Linked DNA regions of Sus scrofa: region 2 is linked to region 1. Evidence: chromatin contacts called from public HiChIP or PLAC-seq data. All regions are on one chromosome and are shown on one strand. The core of a region is the stretch at or near the end of the contact, and the rest is flanking DNA. Distances in the headings are between cores, read along the strand shown. Region 1 has its middle 62 kb from the start of VGLL2. Region 2 has its middle 100 kb from the start of RFX6.

Evidence for each region. HiChIP or PLAC-seq counts read pairs in DNA pulled down with a chosen protein or histone mark.
Region 2: a contact with region 1 is called in an H3K27ac HiChIP or PLAC-seq map of skeletal muscle. The contact joins two enhancer-like sites. A contact is called at or near these places in 9 of 47 Hi-C or Micro-C datasets (embryonic fibroblasts, epiblast stem cells, fetal skeletal muscle and 4 more) and 1 of 2 datasets of contacts at active chromatin or transcription factors (skeletal muscle).

What each region holds. Positions count from the first base shown.
Region 1 is chr1:44,616,080-44,623,479 of Sscrofa11.1, reverse strand. No RefSeq gene overlaps it. Among named protein-coding and RNA genes, the nearest start is that of VGLL2, 62 kb to the right of the region's middle. Within about 2 kb of position 4,754, at least 7 of the 83 cell types and tissues checked have an H3K27ac peak or open chromatin away from gene starts, as enhancers often do. A contact at or near this core is called in fetal skeletal muscle and skeletal muscle, where this site is marked.
Region 2 is chr1:44,719,787-44,727,186 of Sscrofa11.1, reverse strand. No RefSeq gene overlaps it. Among named protein-coding and RNA genes, the nearest start is that of RFX6, 100 kb to the left of the region's middle. Within about 2 kb of position 4,351, at least 4 of the 83 cell types and tissues checked have an H3K27ac peak or open chromatin away from gene starts, as enhancers often do. A contact at or near this core is called in fetal skeletal muscle and skeletal muscle, where this site is marked.

The DNA of each region.
Region 1 (7,400 bases), core at 3,505-6,004:
TGGAAGGTGTAGATTATAGAACACTCTTACCATTGCAGAAAGTTGTATTAAAGAGTGTTGATGTGGCAAAATCAGGAGGGCCTCCATTCTGGCTATGACAGAAACAAGAGAAAGTAATTTGCACTGAGCGCCCGAGATGTGCTTAGTCATGTACTGTTTGCCTTACATTTCTTATCTCAGGTTATCACAAATTATACTCCGTCTTGCAGAGTACACAGTGTTATCCACATGCCCCACAAATTTAAAACTGAATTTCAGCAAAGTTTCTTGTTCAAGGGCAACTAGACGATAACGGTGATGAGATATAAATCCAGGCAATTTTAACTCCAAAACCTCCTACAAACATAGACAACTGTCCTCACCGCACATGAAAAGAGAACTTTTTAAAAATGATGACAGAATATCACACCAAACTTCCAACTGAAATTCCAAAGCCATTATACTCCATTTATGGGCTTTCTCTCCAGCACCCATCTTTCTACCTCCCTAAACCTACAGCACAAAGAGCATCCCATAGTTCCCTGACATTTGAAATTCAGAATGTTCCTTCTCTGACTATATTTTGCTGTCCTCCAATTCTTCTAGTTCCCCAGCCCTGCTGTATGGTTGCCTTAGTCTCCTAGGTCTGTTATAACAAAATATTGCAGACAGGGTGCTTTTGCTCACAGTTCTGGAAGCTGGGAAGTCCAGGATCAAAGCCCCAGCACAGTGGTGCTCTTCCTCCATATGAGAACACAGGGAGAACATGGAAGGGGCTAGGGATCTCTCTGGACCTTCTTCTGTAAGGCACTAATTGCCTTTATTGAGGGTTCCACTCTCATGATTTATGTACCTCCCCAAGACCTCAATCTCTTAATACTACCATTTTGGAGGGTTAGAATTTCAAAATAGGAATTTCTGACACTAACATTCATACCAGCATAATTGGCTAGGTCCATCTCAGCTGCCACAACAAACGAACCCCCAAAATTCAGTGTTCTAGAGCAATGCAGTGTGAAGTAGCTGGCTATGTAACGTTCTGTTATCCTTCTGTGACAAACCATGGGCTTGCACAATGTGAAAGAACACACTCTTTCCATCATTGAGAAACTCTTGCTCAGGAGAAAAATAATTGGCTGAACTAACTAATGCCCTTGGTGTACAACTGTTTTACATTCTAGAATAATCACTTTGTGATGTCTCAGAGTAAACACCAGTACTGGCTCTTGGACCATGAAGAGCACTGGTTTGTAGATTTGCGACTTTTTAAGGTTTTATCATTCTTCCAAATGCCATGATCCTATGGTCACTACCAAGGCTTTCCATAGATCAGAAACCACTAGCCATGAATCTCTCAAATTCCCTCCATTTCTGCCACTTCCAACCTCATGAAATCTTCATCTATCCTTATAGAGCTTCCCTTTCATTCTTTCTTTCTTTCTTGGCTTTTTTTTTTTAATCGAAGTATAGCTGATTTACAATGTTGTGTTAATTTCTGCTGTACAGCAAAGTGACACAATCATATATATATATATATGACACAATTATATGTATATATATGACATAATCATACATATATATATGACACAATCATACATATATATGATACAATCATACATATATATGACACAATCATATATATGACACAATCATATATATATGACACAATCATATATATATATTTTTTTCTTTTCCCTTTCTTTCAGAGTAAAAGGTGTCCCTGCTCCTTTCTGATGATAATCCCTGCTCTTAAGATCACATCTACTTCCTATTAAGTTATTTAGCCACTTGATTTATAAATTATTCCTTTTTTCTTGAATATCATGCCTCTAGCTTCTCTTTGAATCTACACCCATGCTCAAGTTTCCTCATCCTAAAAAATCCTTCCTTCAACCTCACCTAAGCCAGAAGTTAACGCTATACAACTCTGTCTCCATTCCCAACTGAACTTCACTTCCTAAAATCTTATTCAAACTCAAACCACCACTCTGCTGAAATGCTCTTAATAGTAATCATAATAATGAATAGTTTAAATACCTCTTATGAGCCAGAATCACAGTGCTGATCAACCATGTGCTTCTAATTAGAACTTATGAAGTAGGTATTAATATTACCCCATAAAGAAAATTAAGGCTCAAAGACATTAACTTCAAGGAGGCTCAGCTACTGAATATTAAGCCCCAGTCTATCCGACTTCTTTTCACATCCAATTCTACTTGCTCTCTCATTGGTACTTCCTAATACTCCCTGACTTCAGAGTCCATATTCTCCTGTTTCTTTGCTCTTTTGCCAGCTCTCACCTGTCCACTGGGGAAGCCTGAGCTCTACCTTCTGTTGGTGGCCTATAATTCTTGCTTTTAGGGAAGATTCACCAGCAAAATAGCTTCAGGGAGTCTGCTCTTAAATTGCCACACTCTTAGGTAGGCTAAGGTAAGCTTAGGTAGACTGCTTATGAGGCACAGTTATACAGCCAGCTCCCAGAAGCATGTTCTAAGGAAGAGAGGGCTGCCTGCACTTTCAGTGGTGCCCTTCTGCCCAACCACGTCCTGAAACATGCAATGACTGCCCAAAAGAAAGTGAGTAAAAAGGAGGGGGATGTGTGGGTGCAGCTTTCGACACCCTGGAGGGAATTCAGAGAGAGAAACCAAGACCAAGAAACAAGAAAAGCAAGGACAGAAGAAAAAAGGAGCCCTAAATACCATCCTAAGAATTTAATTTTATGAAGAGAGCATATGATTCTCTAACCACACTTAGTGGGAAACTGGCTCACTCCCCAGAGCAGGCTGTTGGGTTCCAGCATTTTGTGAAGAATGTTTTCCTCACACACAGCTGCAGCATACCATGCTTCCAAGCTTTCCCTCAGGCTACCCTATGAGATTATTTAATTCTGAAAAATACTTGGTTTTCCCTCCCTGAGAACATGTTTAACTTTTAACAGTGACTTCTATGCCCAAAGAAATAAATAATTACAGTGAAACCATCAGACACATTTACTGACCAATAACAGAATATTGGGGGGGGAGGGTTGTCAATCAAATCAAGCCTGGTAGACAGTTGTCTTGCTCCCTCAGAGATAAACCAGTTAAGGGTGTGCCCCAAGCATTCGCTGATTCCACGTTGGATCCATCATCCATGAACTTATATACGCTCCCCTGATGCTATTTGCATTTCCAAATTTCTCATACTAGCCAACATCTAACTTTCCTGTACCCCAGGAGGATGGAGAGAGACGCCATCACTGCAGCAATTTGGCTGCTCCCATGGAAGCCATCACGCTCCTGATCCAGAGCTTTGCAGCCACCCATTTCCCCCACTTATGTGAAGAGGCTGTCAAAAAGCTTCTCTTAGCAAGGCAGTGTTGGGTTACCAACAGCTGGTAGCTGTTCTATGCAGCCAGGTTCCGGGCTTATGGGCGATTATGGGTTAAATATGTGTCATTGCCTATGGATGGCTGCACTCTGACCCAGGCCTTCTGGAGACACAATGCCTTTAAGTGGAGGATGGCTCTTGTCGTGGGAATTACAGAATCTGGCAAGATGGCACGGAGAGATATTTCAGGGCAGGCAGGCTTTCCAGCACCCAAAATAACCACCAGTAGGAGGCTGCCTACGTGGCCCCCACAGAAGGTCAAGGCACCCCTGCTCTGTCAGCATGAGCCATTTGAATCATCTCAACACTTTCCATTTAGCCAAGTTCTTCTCCTCTCTCCCACTCCACCCCCACTATCCTTCCCAGGCTTTAATACCATCTTTAAAATGGAAAGGCAAATAGGATCAATTCCTTTTTATTTGAATTTGATAGAGAATTTTTTTTATTTTCTAGAGCCACACCTGTGGCATATAGAAGTTCCCTGGCAAGGGATCAAATCAGAGCTGCAGGTGCCAGCCTACACCACAGCTTGCAGCAATGCCAGATCCTTAACCCCCTGAGCGAGACCAGGGATCGAACACACACCCTCATGGACACTGTGTTGGGTTCTTAACAAGCTGAGCCGCAGCGGGAACTCCAGACAGAGAATTTTAAATGAATAAGGCACAAGCAACAATCAGCACCCTCCCATGATCCAGAAAACCATAGAAGGTCAACACGGGCAGTCTCAGAGATCTGGCTGAGACTCACATTGTCAACTGGGATTGTCACAAATCCCAGCTATCCCAGGGATACCTAATCTGTTCCTTGACACTGCTCCTTTTCCCTCAAAATGAGAGATGTAAGTATGCCAGCCATCTGCACACATGAATCCTCCAACACCGCTCACTTTCCAGTCCTCCTAGAGGCTCCAAGGCACAGGGAGTTAAGCTAAAGATTCCCGGGATTCCCCATGACATAGCAGCCGTGCTTCAGAGAGGTGCTGCAGCTTGTTATGAGAGATGCCACGCGTGGTTCCTGGAGGGTATATTTTCATTTAGTCTGGATGTTTGGCACACTCAGACCATAAACAGAAGCCCAAGGTAGAAATAGATGGCGTGACTGGTTTACTCAGTGAGTGTTGAAAATGTTTAATCAATTAACGGTGATAATAAAGTATCTCATTGGAAGATGAAATGACAATTCCTCAAGCTACAGCACATTTGTGTCCAGCCTGACAGCTTACAGGCATTTAGGGTGACTGATGGACAAACATGAGAGCTATGCAAATTATGAGCGTCTCCTTTTATGTTTACATTTGTGCATATTTCTGGCTATTTTTGCAGATAGGCAGATTAGCAGCCCTGCTGATAATTTGATCTCTCTCACAGAAGTGAAAAATCATTCACCCATCCCAGATACATGTTCCCCATTTCCCCAGTGTATGGATGTAATCAGCTCTCTAGGTGTTACCTTGCAAACAGCAGCCCAGCACATGACAAAGCAGGGGGATTTCCAGGACAAAATCAACCTAAAAATGAAGAAAAACAAGCAGTCATAGCCCAAGTAGCATCTGGCGAGATGAAATTTCAAATATTTTAGCCAAATAATTTAAGACCACAAGAGTTTATGACATGACCATAAAAGAATGTTGTAGTATTTACTCATTCATTCATCATCCAAATTCATTTACTAGCACAGAAGCTGCATGACAGAAGGGATCCAGTCTGTTTTTATTCACTGCTGTGTTTCCAGCTGTCTACCACATAGGAGCAGCTCAAAAAAATACTTGTGAATTGAATGAACTAATTCATTCATAATTCAGCAAACATTAATTAAATAATATGGTATACCGGCTCTTCCACTCTTCTGCATTCTTCTGTTCCCTGATTATTGTGCAATTCACTTCTACAGGATTTTCCTTTGGGGCAGGAAAATGAGTGGAAAATGAGAGCCAAATTTCCTATTCTTGAACTGGTAATTTATAAATAAGCAAGGGTAGAAGACTAGAATGACCCATTTTGTAGTGGATTAGAGTTGGAAACATCAACCTGAACTCAAGTTTAATTTAACATAGATAATGAGGCAGAGTACTAACTCAGGTAGTCAGTATAGGAGTATGGGCTTTGATGCATTCTTTGATGTGGCTATTGATTAACATTTGTGGCTTAAGGGCTCCAAGGAGTAACATCCCCACAGGCGTTGTTTACTATAGGGAGTGTATCTACACCTTGATGGACATTAATCCCTATCCCCTGTGACTCAGTTTACTGGAAGAAAGGTGCAAAGAAACCATGAGACCTACAAGACATTTCCACCCCAAAACCCCTATTGAATAAGAACTTATGAGCAAGGCCAATGGGAGAAAACTACATCTTTCTGGACCCCACGTTGGTACCTCCCATCTTTGAGGCATATAAACCCCTATAGGACAATAGAGAGGGGAGGTTCTTCTCCCGCCTCCCAGCAGCCCTGGGAGCTATTTGATTTCCTTTAATAAAGACTTTGCTTGCTTGCTGCCTGTGTGTTCACAGAGTTCATTCTTTGACTGCCCGTGAACAAGAATCCGGATTCCAGTGACATCATTCCAGCATCAATAAAATGATTACATACAGAAATATTAAAAGTTCTGTATATATACAGAGGGTTGCATACACACATATATTTTCTCCTTTGCTCCATCAGCTGAAAATGCGTAGAAGCAATGAAAACCAGTGACAATACACACACCTAGTGCCCAACACCATTTTCCAGTTAAAAACAACAGGTCTCTTTGAGAAAAGACTGATCCTAAGACTGGTACACAAAATGCAAGATAAGCATGGAGCATTCAATAATGTCAAAAAGAAGGTGCTCAAAAAATTTAAAACTTAATTAGAAAGTTGTAAAACTTGTGGATGGAGGTATGTTAAAGGGATATGAAGGACAACTAAAAGAACTTCAAGTAGTCAAGCTCCAAATGATCAAAGATTAAAAAATACAGGAAGAAAATAAAGTAGTATTGGATTATAACCCAAAACATAAAGTAAATACTCATGAATCCATACTGAAATAAATAAATATAAATAAATAAATTTTTATATGAGAAAAGATAAATACCCCACGAAGAATTCGAAATAATACATGTAGATAGTCTACACACAGGGAAAGGCGTATAACTCCCCAATTCTTTTTTTTTTTTTTTTTTGTCTTTTTTTTTGTCTTTTTGCTGTTTCTTGGGCCGCTCCTGAGGCATATGGAGGTTCCCAGGCTAGGGGTCAAATCGGAGCTGTAGCCACCGGCCTACGCCAGAGCCACAGCAATGCAGGATCCGAGCCACATCTGCAACCTACACACAGCTCACGGCAACGCCGGATCGTTAACCCACTGAGCAAGGGCAGGGACCGAACCCGCAACCTCATGGTTCCTAGTCGGATTTGTTAACCACTGTGCCACGGCGGGAACTCCTCCCCACTTCTTAAGTATGAGTTCCACATAGTGACTTTCTTCCCAGAAGTGCAATATGGAAAGGAGGGGAAAAGAATAATTTTGCAGTGGAAAAACCTGACAAACTACCTCAGCCAAGTGATCAAAGTCACCATCAAAAGTGATAAATCGTGTTGGTAGTATGTGTACTTATCATGATATGATGAGAACAATATTTTACCTCTGTAGTTTCAACTCCAAAACTGTATTACTCCAATCTAATCATGACAAAACACTAAACAAATTATAATACAGGAGCATTCTTCAAGTTACCTGACTGCTAATCCTCAAAACTGTCAAGGTTATCAAAAACATGAAAAGTCTGAGAAACTGTCACAGCCAAGAGAAGCCTTAGGACACATAACGTTTAATGTAATGTAGTATCTTAGATGGGATTCTGGACTAGAAAAAGGACATTAGGTAAAAACTAAGAAAATTTAAATAGATGGTGGACCTTGGTTAACAATAATGTGTCAATACTGGTTCATTAATTATGACAAATGTACTATATTAATGTAATATATTAATAATAGGAGAAACTGGATGTGAAGTATATAGGAACTCTATGTACTATTTTGCAATTTTTCTGTGAATCTAAAACTGATTTT
Region 2 (7,400 bases), core at 3,102-5,601, 100 kb before region 1:
CACCTAAAATTAATAAATTCTTCATACCAAACATCTAGTAAATGTTTAAATTCCAACTAGCCATTAAATGTCATTTATTTTTATAGTTTGTTTGAATTAAGTTCCAAATGAAGCCTACACGTTGTGTTTGGTTTGATATGTCTTTTAAGATATTTTAATCAATAGATTCCTCCTCCAACTCTCCTTCTGGCAATTTAGTTTTGGTGAAACCAGGCTATTTGTCCTGTACAATTTCCTCCATTCTGGATTTTGCTGACTGCATCTCTGTGATACAGCTTCATAAGTTTGGGCTTCCGTATATATTGGTGATTGGCCTACAGCCCTGCCAGATTTAGGTTCAATTTTTTTTTAAGGAAGACTGGTTCATAGGTGGTGTGTCCTTCCATCTAGAGGCACCTAATGTCTGCTTACCCTCCTTCTGTCCTGTTAGCGGCTATTGATGCTCAGTGCCTAAACCATTAATTCGCTGTGATAGTCTAATTCTATACCTTCTTCTTCATTTACTAACTGGAATACTTTTATAGAAGTATACTTGTATTTGGATGCCCAGGGGTAAAGTTTGTATAGAAAAGGCAAGATAAATGACTGATTCTCTTCATTTGCCAGTTATCAATATAATGAATCGGGTCCCTAAAATGCTCCAAAGGTGACTGTTTAGTTTTGTTTTTAGTATGTGATCTTAAACAATCTCTAAGGTCAATCTTGGAATGATTGCGTTTTGACACAATTCACAGATTTCCAGAAATTAATTATAGATTAGCTTTTTCTCACTATTCTCATTCTTTTTTTATAGTGATATATACTGTCAGTCTTTTAGTTGAATAGGTCTTTTCTTTCATCCAGCTTAGGTTTGACTATTCTTTCTTGCATAACCTTGAACATTTATTCATAATCAGACCCTCACACATAAGCCTACTCATTCATTTATTTGTTCAGCTGTTAAACAATGTCTATTGAAGGACAACTACGCGCCACACATTGTCCTAAAACAGATAAAAATCCATTTCTTCTTGGAATTACATTCCAAATAGAAAGGCAGGAAACACAGACATGCAGACACAAAGAGACACAGATATGCACACACACACCTTGAGATTAAAAAAACCTCCCATTCCTGTTTTCTGTTTAGGTGCCATCCCCCCAGTCTTGTCTGCCCTTCTTCCCACAAGGACTGACATCAATTTTAAAGCCTTCTTAGTTATAGCAATGAAGCTATATTTTGGTTGAAGTTGACAGGAAGCTGGGATGCAGAGGATACAGGAAGAAGAGGGGCTCCTGCAATCGTGCATCTGTTTCTGCACATCTGTGTCACATACTGCTGTGCCTGTGTTGTGACCTCACCCATGGTTAATCAGGGGAATTTTTGGATGGAAACTGTCTCCGACAATGGCACTGAAAAACAGACGACGGAGACTATTGATCACTAGTGTGCTAAATGCTCTGGCACAGGGGTATGATCGTTATTGGGAATACTTTATTTCTGTGCCTCAATTAATATTCCTTAACATGATGCAAATTTGAAATTCCCGGGGAGCTTATCAAAACAGCTGATGCCAGGCCATGAGTGAATAAATCAGAATCTTTATTAGGTGGTGGGAATAGGGATAATTTTAAAAGCTTCTCAGGTGATTCTAATAGTCAATCAGGATTGAAAAGACAACTCTAAATTTACAGGCTTGGTACTAGGCAATGAGAGTAACAAGCAAATAAAACAAGTTGTCCAATACTGTCAGTAGAGGGCAGCATAGTTCCAATAATTAAATAATCCAAACAGCCTGATAGACTTTTTTGTTCAGCACTTTAAATATTTGGGGTTAATAGATGCAAACTATTGCATTTGGAGTGGATAGGCAAGGAGGTCCCGCTGCATAGCACAAGGAATTACATCTAGTCACTTGTAATGGAACATGATGGAGCATAATGTGAGAAAAAGAATGTAGATATATGTCTGAGTCACTTTGTTGTACAGTGGAAAACTCACAGAACACTGTAAACCAACTACAATGGAAAAAATAAAAATCTTTAAACAAAAATCAAAAAATTAAATTAAATATTCCGGAATTCCCACTGCGGCACAGTGGGTTAAGAATCTGATGGTAGTGTCTCAGGTTTTCATGGAGATGTGTGTTCCATCCCTTGCCCAGCACAATGGTTTACAGGATCCAGCATTGTGCAGCTGCAGCACAGGTCAGCAGTTGTGGCTTGAATTTGATCTCTGGCCCAGGAACTTCCATATGCCACTGGTGTGGCCATTAAAAAAAAAAAATTTAATTGTAATAAAAATAAAATTAAAAATTCTGATTTCATTAAACCGTGATTTTGGTTCCAGAACTATGTTCATGTTATATTTTATAATTCTATAAAATTTAAATTAAGAAATTAAACTATGAATATAAATTCTGAGTACAATTCAGCTTTGCAACAATACTAAGATGTCATGTTTATTTTTGGCCATGTCCTTGGCATGTGGAAGTTTCCAGGCCAGGAATCAAACCCAAGCCACAGCAGCGACCCAAGCTAACGCAGTGACAATGCCATGTCCTTAACCCGCTGTGCCAAAAGAGAACTCCCTAAGAGGTCATTTTAAACTACATTATTTTAAACCAATGGTTTTTTTTAATTAAAATTTTCTTTTTTTTTCTTTTTCTTTTCTTTTTTTTTTTTTTTTTTTTTTTGCTTTTTAGGGTGGCACTGGCTCCATACAGAGGTTCCCAGGCTAGGGGTCGAATCGGAGCCAGAGCTGCCAGCCTATGCCACAGCCACAGCAACCCCAGATCCAAGCCACATCTGCAACCTCAGCTGCCACAGCTCACGGCAACTTGGGATCCTTAACTCACTGAGCGAGGCCAGGGGTTGAACCTGCGTCTTCATGGGTGCTAGTCAAATTCGTTTCCAGTGAGCCACGATGGGAACTCCAAACCAATGTTATTTTAAACTACAGATGAAAAATTTTAAATGTCACCATAATAAATAAAATTTACATTGTAAAAAAAAAGTTAGGGATAATATTTCTGGATTTGGTAAATTATTTTTAAAAATGTAAATAACATGAATTGTCAGCATGATTGATTTTCAGCTTCAAGACTCAAACAAAAAAAAACTGGCAAGAAGATCTGGAAAGAATATCTTGGAATAGATTTCACAAAGCTGCATCACTGTCAGAATAACCAACACTTGCTATATTAATTAGATTCAGCAGATAGGAGATTCTTAAGTCAATAACCCAGTAATATTTTATATAAAGATTCTCATTTATCTGAAACATAAAAACACATGCTATTTTTAAAAGGCCTTTACATCCATATTGTATTTAATGTGAGTGGGTTTCAATTATAATAGAGAGTACGATCCATCTGATAAAGATTGGGTTGAAATCTTAGGGAGGAGGGGCAGTGGGCGCCCACTGTTTGAGAAGTAGTATTAGGCCTCCTTATCCAGATTTTATGGCACCAAGTGGATTTTCCTTCCCTCTCACCTTCACTCACTGAATATATAATAATTTTAAAAAGTAGAATCACTTCCAAGAACTAAAAAGTCTCATAATAAGTCTAACAGACAAACACCTCATTTTACAATGGGACCTGTTATCCACCCTATTGCTCTGTACTTGTCACATTCTGGTGCCATTTCAAGTGAGTACTGAGTAAATCCAGTTGTGCAAATAATTAATATAGATAAATCCAGCAAAATGAAAAATTTCTCATGTTCATATTTGTACCTATCCATTTGCATACAGAAAACATCCTCATATAAACATATGAGCTCAAACTCCACACCCTCTTTACCCATTGACATTGGATTTCAAGAAAATAATGTTTCTATAAAAATTTCAGTTCCATCCACAGACTATACAAAAAAAAAACCCTCACTGATGTAAAACTGATCATCCAACAATATAGCTTCAAAATTCACATAAATTGTAGTTTTTCATTCCAGAGGTCCTGACATATGCAAGCAAGACTTGAGATATTGTACTATCCTTACAGTACTTGAACGAGACAGATAAGAGATAAACTAGTCAGACCCACATTTATTTGGTAGAAAGTTGTTAAAAGCACAATAAGGAAAGTAGCAACCATCAAAGACAGCTTCCTTCTTATAAATAATACGTTGTCTTCTTGAGCAATATAACTTTGTATCTGATGCCTGTGGTTGGAAATACTTTTCATTTCTAGAGAAGCCAAATTGCCTATCTGTGTTCTTGTGACACCAGGTTTTGGCTTGTATAAATGAGCGCAAGATAAATCCGGTGCTAACAAAGAAAAGAAGGGACTTCCACATAAGGGTACAAGGACAGTGAGCATTTGCCACTCCCAGGTCTCCTGGTCTCCTTTCCTAGAGTCATGGGAGCTGTTGGTCATTTCTTTTTAGTGGGCAAGAGTCAACTGACTCCCCATTCCTGGTGCCACAGGCCTGAAAGCTTGGGATGGAAAACAATTTCGACATTCGCCACTTGGACTCCCGCCCTTAGCAGGCACATTTGTTGTTCATACATGGTCTTTTGGCTGCCTTCTCTCCCAGCCATCTGTTAAGAGAGGCATTGTGCCTGCTCAGATGGAATGGTGCCACTATTTCTAAGAGACTCTCACAAAATATAGGTCTTAACTACCTTGACTTCACAAAGTTCAAACTACATTTACCAACTGGAATTGCATTTTAAAATTCGGCAGAGCTGAGTGGTGAAAGGCTGAATTCTACGTCCAGTTAAATCGTGAGATTCCAAAAAGAATTATTTAAGATTTACTTTCAATGAGTGGACAATGAAATTGAATGCTACATTTTCCATGATTGAATACAAGGTATAAATACAGCTGCACACATCACTGTTTTCTCCTTTCATGTGACCAGCTTGAGAAAACAGCGACTCTACACCTGTTATCCTTTTATCTTCAAGACCACACGTCTCATCGATTCACAGAGATTGTTTATACATTTAGAATATTTAATTGATTATGGATCAGCCCATGTGAGCTCCAACTGTCATTAGCAAGGCTGTAAGAGGGATAAGAGACTTACTCTATGAAATCCACCAGGACAGAGATCGCCTTTCCAAAGAAGGTTAGGTTGAGCCTTTTGCACCTTTCAACTAGTACATTTTCAAGCTCACCATTTCCCCTCAAGGTTTTAATGTGTCTCCTCCCAGATTCTTAAGCATCTCAGAGTGGAGTTTGAGCCCATCTCCAGGTCTCTGTCAAGTTTCATCTTTCCACTAGATAGGTCATCAGGTTTTACAGCCAACTTGTGTATCCTTCCGCATTTGGCTCATGGTCATTTCGCACATCCACATCTGGATTGGAAAGCAAAGCTAATCTGGGATGCAAGCCTTGCAAATCCAGCCAAATACCACCTGAATGAGCTCTAGCTCTCAATCAGACAATAAGTATTGCAGTTGTGCATAAACCACCAAATTTCCTCATTTCAAGTCTTTATCCTCTCTCCAGTTGGAAAAGAAATGATTCCTTAACTGAAAGCTAACATTAAAATAATTACATAAAATCATGCATTTTAAAATAAGTATCAAATTTATAGTATCATGCTCCTGCTCAAGACTAAATAAAATATGAGAAATTTGATTTTTACGTAGAAAATGGAATTTATAAGTTTTCCCCCAAAAGATGTGGTAAGTGATGAAGATAAACTATCCCATTTGATTCAGGGAGGATTTTGTGCAGATGATGGGCAGTTCAGAGTGAGGTGATTACATTGTATGTGAGGAGTACTTACACAGAGTGGCAGGTGAGGTAATGAAAATCTAGAAGAGGGATAACTTGGATGGAAAGGGAAAATAAACAGCAGAAGGAAGTCCTCGTGAGCTGAACAGTCATAATGGGATAGGGAAATGAGTCCACTGAATCAGCCAGGAGTGTGTAACAGGGGCCTTGTAAGTGATCTTAAAGCGCAGCATGATGGGAAAGCCATGATGGTTCCACGAACTGGGTGGTGGTATGTAATTCGGGCCAACGCTTAGGCTGAATGTAGCCTAAAGAATTAGTCACAGTGGGACAGGCCCTAAGAAGGCTGACAGCTGACTGCAAACCTGAGGTGTTCTAACTAGACACGTAAGTAGTTGCATTGACTCTAGCTCTATGAGAGGAAGCGCCCTGTAGATCTTATGCATCATTGTATTTTCAGAGCTGAACACAGAACCTAGTGTATAGTAAGTGCTCAATAAATATGGTTGATCAAATGAGGGAGAAGGCAAATGAGTTTTGTGTGAGGGTATGAGGAAAAGCACACTAACATTTGGCAGTGGAATGGCTTTCATGTGTGAATGACAGTTATTCTTCCAAAGCTTCCTCAGTTAGGACTAGAGCTGGATTTACAACAAGCTACATGGGCTGAAACTTCAGGGCCCCTCCCTGGCACAGGTTCCTTTCAAGATTCTGGGAGTGGCTCCAGCAATACGTACATGAGTTATCAGTTTTTAAATAATTATCAAAATAAAGACATTATAAGAGTGGATAAAACATCTATCTTTTTCCATATTGACCTCCCTGTCACTCTTTCCTTCATGCTGGGGTGGGGATGGTACTGCCGAGGAGCTGTAAGCCTTTTTAGAAACTGGCTAACAGGAAGCTGAATTGAACAAATAATTTCAGTGTCATGAAATCCAGTTATGTGGTTTGCAGCCTTTTTTGAATGTAGGCTAAATCTTGGATACTCCTTCTGCCTATTGTGACAACTCACCTAGTGTGACACAGAGGGACAGCAACAGCAAAAATATCAAAATAGTCCACCGTCAGAGACAATTCTCTGACTGCGTCCTACAAGGCCAGTTCCCAACAAGTGTGCAGTAGAGGAAAAATAAGGTTTGAATTGTTTGGAGGGAGAAGCTAGTTATGGAAAACTTTTCCTCTTTTCCAAAGCATAAAACTGTAAGGCAAGTGCTCAATTTTCAAGAACACTTCATCAAAAGAGGTCATTACTGCTCAGTAATGCAGTATAGAGTATTGCAAATGCACTACCACATACCTTTTTTTCCCTTTTCAGTGGGAATCTCATGAAATAGAATTGGCCAGAATTATAATATTGGTAGGACATAAACTTTTGTCACAGCTACAAATAGTGAGTATATAAATACACATATTTCACATGTCCCAACTGTTATAATAAAAAAAAAATTTCTATCATCCATGTTAGAACTACCTTTCTACTCTATATAGGAAAGAAATTTATAAATTGTTTATTAAATAATAGGTGATCAAAAAGTAGACAGACCAAAAAAAGTAAGACAAAATGTATTACAAAGATATACAGCACAAAGAATAGAAAATAATATGCTGTTTATTTCTTTTGTAGTGTTTGTGATACTGTCAGCTTTTCAAAATTTATAATTTGCTGCCATTGCTGTTTTCCTTCTGAATATTTGCCTAACATATAATCAGAAGTTTGCATTCTCT